2 separate regions of the Mus musculus genome follow, and region 1 is linked to region 2. The links are chromatin contacts, called in public Hi-C maps. All regions are on one chromosome and are shown on one strand. The core of a region is the stretch at or near the end of the contact, and the rest is flanking DNA. Distances in the headings are between cores, read along the strand shown. Region 1 has its middle 88 kb from the start of Gm12022. Region 2 has its middle 15 kb from the start of Gm31505.

Region 1 (2,993 bases), core at 326-2,825, 570 kb before region 2:
CTCAGCAACATTTCTTCATTGTATAAACAAACTTGGCACAAGAAATTTCTCACCCAGGCTTTTCTGGAGGGAAAGCAGTTTGATTTAGGGACTCAGATGTGGGGGTCAGAGGAGCTCCCACACTCCTGTGACCTGCCACTAGCCAGCAGAAGCCCCACCATTGTGGGACTGATGGGATCATGACAAGGGTTTGGCCGCCGCTAGACTTGTCTCTTTGCCAAGAGTGAGTGCCATGTGAAATCTGACAGCTGTCTTCCTGTCCCCTCCAGTCTGCTGTGTCACAGGAGCCAGGGAAAGGCAGGGGCACCCACAGCACCAGTTTTGGGGCAGGTGGCCCCATGAGAAGGCCTGTCCCCACTCTTCTCTCCCATTTATAAGTCATGACAGATTTACTCATCTTACTCCAAGCCATTGGAAAGGACTTGAGAGCTGTGTATCCCTTGCTCACCCACCCATTCTGTATATGAATGTGGAGGTCCTGTACTCCTTTATGCTCAGGGGTTCCCCTGAGATTTGTAGACCCTGAGCTGTGAAGAAAATGAACTGGCTTTCTCAAGCTTCTTCTTGCTTGAGAATCCTTGCCAGGGACTTTTTGATGTTAGCTTATTTCTACACTTAAGTATGTTTCCTCTTGCCAGTGTGCTATTTTCTCTTAATGTTTTTCAATTAAGATGTTCTGAGTGTCTCAGACTGGTTTGAGCTCATCTCAGGAATCCCTTAAATAGACAGGTGGTTCCAATCTCCCTTACCCTGATTGCCTTGAAAACTTATTTGTGAATCTTTTTGCTGCTAAAAGATGCTTGTATGCCTTCCAGTGAACATCTGTTTATTTTTGCATTGTGATTTTGTGGCTAGCTGTTGATGCTGCCTGTCATTTCCCAGTGACTACAGAGGATCTCCCTCTTAAAGGTAGATCCATGGCCGTGGAGAAATATAACATGCCGTGGCAACTTTATCTTCTCATGTTCCACCTGGCAGCTGGGCTGATGAAGCAGCAATACCCTGGCTGGAAACTCCAATGGCCTCTGACTCTTGTAACTTAGTTAGCCAACCCCCTTTCCCCAGGCAACAAGGCAGCTCTTGACAAAGCATGGGAGTTGGCGCCACAATGCCCTTGCTGACCTGACCATTAAAATTCAAAGTAGGAAGTCTCCAGTGGAAAAGTTCTGGCTTTAAGATCATGTCTTGTGAACAGATGGATTAAAGCCAAGTGGCTGGCTGCTCCCTCTTGCCAATGCTGGAGAGCTATTCCTATCCCGCATGGCTTCTACTCTCGCTGAATAATCAGGCTCCTTCTGGCCACCTGGAAAATACAGAGTCAAACACCTGTTTAAGTAGAGGTGGTGAGCTCTGGGCCTGCCACCACCAATCCATCTGCAGCCACAGCGCAACATTTACCAGCTGCTTTACTTAGCATGAGGTGGGAGCCTGCTATACTTCGATGAAAGCTTCAACAATACCCTTAAAGCATCGTAACACATGACAATTTCCACATCGGTGGGGACATGCAGGCTCAGAACTGATGCCTGCCAAGGTTTCCAGGGCTGGGGGAAGGCTGCAAGAGCTCAGCCCAGGCCCCACTGAACATGGACTCACTGCTGGTCTCTTAAGAACTGGGCTGAGGCAATCATTCTCTAGGAGCAGAAGGTGGCTGGGCCTAGTTGGCACTCCATTCCAGGAAAATGAATGCATTCTGTCGGAAGCACTGTGGAGACCATCATTTTCCACAGAGCAGTTCTCTCCTTTGTCTGGGGATAGCTCAGCATATAGAGAAAGCCTGAGAGAAAAGAACAGAGTATAAAGTTTGTGCCTTTTATATTGGTTTGTGTACAGCATCTGTGGTGCCCGTTGGGCTAGGAGCTACTAGCTCTTTGCTCCTTTAATTCTTTGATTGTCACCAATGCCAGGCTAATAAAAATAGTCATTAACACAAGCACACTATGGTATAAAGCAACAGCATGCTCCATCCCAATACCCAGGCCTTGTTTCTCAGAAGCAGAATGTGTTTCTGGAGAACCTCGGGTAGTTTGGTAGGAAGACGCTTGAAGAAATTCTAGAGTCTGGTTCTTACAGTTATTTATGAATAATAAAACTTTAAGGAAGAAATTATTGCCATCTTCGGTTTCTGGCCTGGGGATTTTACATCAAGGCAGAATGTTACATTGAATTAAAGTTTTTAATGAGTGTTCAGCATGTGCAATGCTTTCTAATAATTTATATTTCCAAACTTTAACCCTATGAGGAATATATTTTCCTTATAGGTGAAGAACATGATGTGAACAGAGTTGCCTACCCCCAACATCTTTGTAAGTGAGTGCTAGAGGCAGGAGTGAATCCAAGCAGTGGGGGCTTAGAGTCTGCAAACCACTCTGGTTCTATGAATCACTGGGGAACAATTATGTTCATCTACCACCAGACTGTTTAGGAGATAATTCATTTTTAAAGATTGCACAGCATCTTGCTCCTTAAGTATGTTTTTCACACTTGTTTTAGAAACTACTCTTTCAGACAGCTCTTGTCAAATAATTAAAACACTTTCTCCCACAGGTCCTCTGTGGCCTCATAGAGACGAGAGGATTGAGGCCATAACTGGGTTCTTGTCACATCTGGTAATGATCCTACTCCTTAAGAGGCTTTCTGTCCCATTACTTCTCAGACCTTTGTGATCAAAGGTCCTTTGCTGATTTGTGATATGAAGGCAATATAGGCATAGAACGGTATGGAAAGTGTGAGAAGAGGAGAGTGACTTTTCCTGTCTCTTCCTTCCACTCCTTATGAAGTTTCCTATGTTTCTGCTGTGTCACAGTTGTCTGAGCCAACTAAGAAATTGTCCTTATCTTGTTGAATATGACTGGCTCAAGACTCTAGTCAAAACGGTCAAGAAAGGAACTTGTCTATCACCAATGAAAAGCCAAGTCAGTCAGCTCTTAACTTTGTAATTCCCTTGGAAGCCATAACTAGGCTCAGGAGGTCACCGTAACATTCAAGACCCA
Region 2 (3,062 bases), core at 359-2,858:
TATTCAAGTAGCTGAGACAGAAGAATTATGAGTTCAAAGCCAGCCTGAGCTACACAACAAGATGCAACAATATCAGTGGTCATGATGATGATAGTGATAGGAGGATGGGGAATAGAGAAATGGAAAACACTGGGAAAAAGAAAACATATCACTCTTCCCACTGAATATTCCTACAACCTTACGGTGGGGCAAACAGTGAACAACTCCAAGGTTCATCAATGTTATTCTGAAGCAAAACTGACAACTAATACATGTAGTCATTTATGCGTGTGCATGCTGTGTGTGTGTGTGTCTGTGTGTGTGTCTGTGTGTGTGTGTGTGTGTGTGTGTGTGTGTGTGTGTGTGTGTTCAGGAAGAATGATGTAGTCTCCTGAGGTAGAAGAAATGTTACATTGCTTAAGCTTGGCTGCTCCAACTCCCAGGAATAGTTAGGTAAGTTTTCTTGGTGAAGTGGTAGGTGCCAATTAGACATAGTCCAGCTCAAGGCAGACCGTCCACACTCCTTCAGTGTGGAATATAAAGCTGGCGAATCCCACTGTCTGACACCAACCTCCAGACCTGGGTTGACTGCATTGGTTTTCTTCTGCAGAAATGTACAGGCTATTTTCTTACCCTTCCCCTGAGCTAGGATATGGAGATTAAAATGTACCTACTGAGGAGGTAATGCATTTGATATTAAGGATCCATCCGTGTGTATGTCTTTGGAGTATAATGGTTCCTTTGGAGCTATTATTGCTATGCTGTGAATAGATATTAGGAAGAATACTCACAGAGTGGCTAAAGGAGATCACATATTAACTACTGTCAGACTTTAACATTATTCAAAACTGGGCTTTTTTTTTTCTTTGTAATTCCTGGGGTTTAATGCCTCTCTACTTTGTAAACTGAGCACTTTTCAAAGAAAGCTCTGAATTCCTACAGAGCTTTCTTTAGGTGAGCTTTGATCTTTGCAGAGCACCTATCTTGTGTCTCTGTAATTGCCCTGCTTTAACAAGGCTCCCTAGCACGTGGAGGGGAAAATCCTTTTATTAAGGCTATAAACCTAACTGACCACGGTGATGGAGTGCACAGCTTGGGGGTAGCCTGGAGCTCCCCAGGAAAGGAGGGGGAAAAAAAGATGGGGAAGTCTTCATGTTAAAACAAAATGAAATATTTATTAAATGTGTTTCCGGTGTTGCAGGCGGTCAGGAGCTGCACTGTAGGCCGCTGAAAGGTTTGTGAATGCTGATTTCAACAATAGGGTAAAAGCTAAGGAAGTTATGCTGTATTTTTGGCTAAAGATGACAGCTCCGGGTTTCAAGTTGCACAAAGCAGTCTGAGGGATTAAACTGACGAAGGCTACTTAAAAGTATTGAGTTTCGGGAAGTGTGATCTTCCAATATGGGGGATTCCTCATTTGCTCTGACTTAACCGTATTAATCTTACTTTACAAATGCACGTGGTGGTTTGTATCATGTTTAATTAACTGATGGAGGAGGGTTCCAGTGGTAAAAGTGGCACCCCGCTAAGCTCTGTCCGTATGGCAAATTCGAATCACATCCTTAGCCTTGCAAGAACAAAATATCCCACGAGTCACTGATGACAGGATGTAGGAATTGAAATCAGGTCCCTCCTGTTGTTTGAGATTCCGTGGAGGGCGCCTGCCATATGCCCATCACTGGCAGTGGTGGGGGAGGGTTGGGAAATGACAGGATAAAAGAAAGGAGGATTCTAGTTTCCCCAATATGTTCAAGTCTCAGATGAAAACGATGCACAGTGGTGCTGTACAGAGGCCAAAATTCACATGAAAGTGTGTCTCAAACTTCTCAGCGAAATGAAAGGAGTTTGTGGTGGTTTTGATATGCGCCCTTTGTTTCCTCTGTAGAAAAGGCTGCTGGGGGGAGGGGGGGTTGACAATGGCTAGGTGAAAATGCTTTGGGATTGAGTTTGATATCATGTACAGAAATGTGTTTACTTAAGTCGTTTTTAAATAGAATGTATTTGTATTAGGTTTGACACGGATAACGTCTTTAGAGTTTAACTTTTTTTTTTTTGAAGTGGGAATTTGGAAATTGTCTAACTTACCTCAAAAGTCTGTAATAACTGATGTTTAAGATAAAAATATAAGTTAACTCTTGATTTTCTTAACGATTTAATCATTTTAAAATGCATTTTAAGTACTTTGGTATGATAATAGAAGCTTGAAAATGGGTAAAAAATCAATTTTGGTCCTTAATATGATGACAAGCAGACTTGTATGCGCTCTTTAAGTTTTTTTTATTATTTGCACATCACAAGCTTATTGTAATCATCTTACAACTTAATCTTCTATTCTGATTTTTCTCCCACTTCATATCTTGCCATTTATTTCCCACATTTTTGATATAAACCCATCATTTTTATTGACAGCATAATTTTCCATCAAATGAATGTTATTTTTTTTTAAATTGTGTGCGTGTGTGCACGTGGATGCTTGAGTTTGCTATAGGCATGTGTGCATGCCGTGTGGTATATGTGGATACCATGAGGTTGCCAGTGGGAAGTCTTTTCTACTGAGTTTTGTTAGGCAGGGTCTTCTGGATTTTTCTCTTTCTCAACCCTTAAGCACTAGGATTACAGGCACACACCACTCTACAGTCGTGAGAATTAGAGATCTGAACTTGTGCCCCCATGCTTCAGACCAAGGAGTTTGCCCACTGGGCCAAGCCCACTATCTTCCTTTTCTAACCATGCTCCTGTTAATTAAAATTAAATTAAAATTAACAGGATGATTAAAAACCTTCTAGTTTTGGTGTTACAAATGTCATCAAGACAATATTTTGGTAGGCATACATTGTTCCACGTTTTAAATCATTGCCTTAGAAAAGATCTCCCTCAGATGCACACTTCTTTAATAAGTGAACATAATTCTGTTCCAAAAATAAATGGAAAATAAAACACTGTGAAACCCTCGCTGTTGATTAAAGTGAACACGTACCCAATTCATGTGCACTTCTATTGTCATCACTAAAAAAATTTTCATTTTTGCTCTGGTGTGCCTGAGTGTGCTTTTCTTCAAGGTAAACATGCAGAGATGATGAAGT

What was found. Hi-C and Micro-C count contacts between places; a contact is called where the count stands out from the background.
Region 1: a Hi-C map of cerebellum shows a contact between it and region 2, with 4 times the contacts expected there. The contact joins two enhancer-like sites. A contact is called at or near these places in 3 of 484 Hi-C or Micro-C datasets (cerebellar granule neurons and cerebellum) and 1 of 115 datasets of contacts at active chromatin or transcription factors (stem cell-derived neural progenitor cells).

What each region holds. Positions count from the first base shown.
Region 1 is chr11:18,579,828-18,582,820 of GRCm38.p6, reverse strand. No RefSeq gene overlaps it. Among named protein-coding and RNA genes, the nearest start is that of Gm12022, 88 kb to the right of the region's middle. Within about 2 kb of position 1,575, at least 25 of the 459 cell types and tissues checked have an H3K27ac peak or open chromatin away from gene starts, as enhancers often do. A contact at or near this core is called in cerebellum, where this site is marked.
Region 2 is chr11:18,013,362-18,016,423 of GRCm38.p6, reverse strand. No RefSeq gene overlaps it. Among named protein-coding and RNA genes, the nearest start is that of Gm31505, 15 kb to the right of the region's middle. Within about 2 kb of position 1,608, at least 6 of the 459 cell types and tissues checked have an H3K27ac peak or open chromatin away from gene starts, as enhancers often do. A contact at or near this core is called in cerebellum, where this site is marked.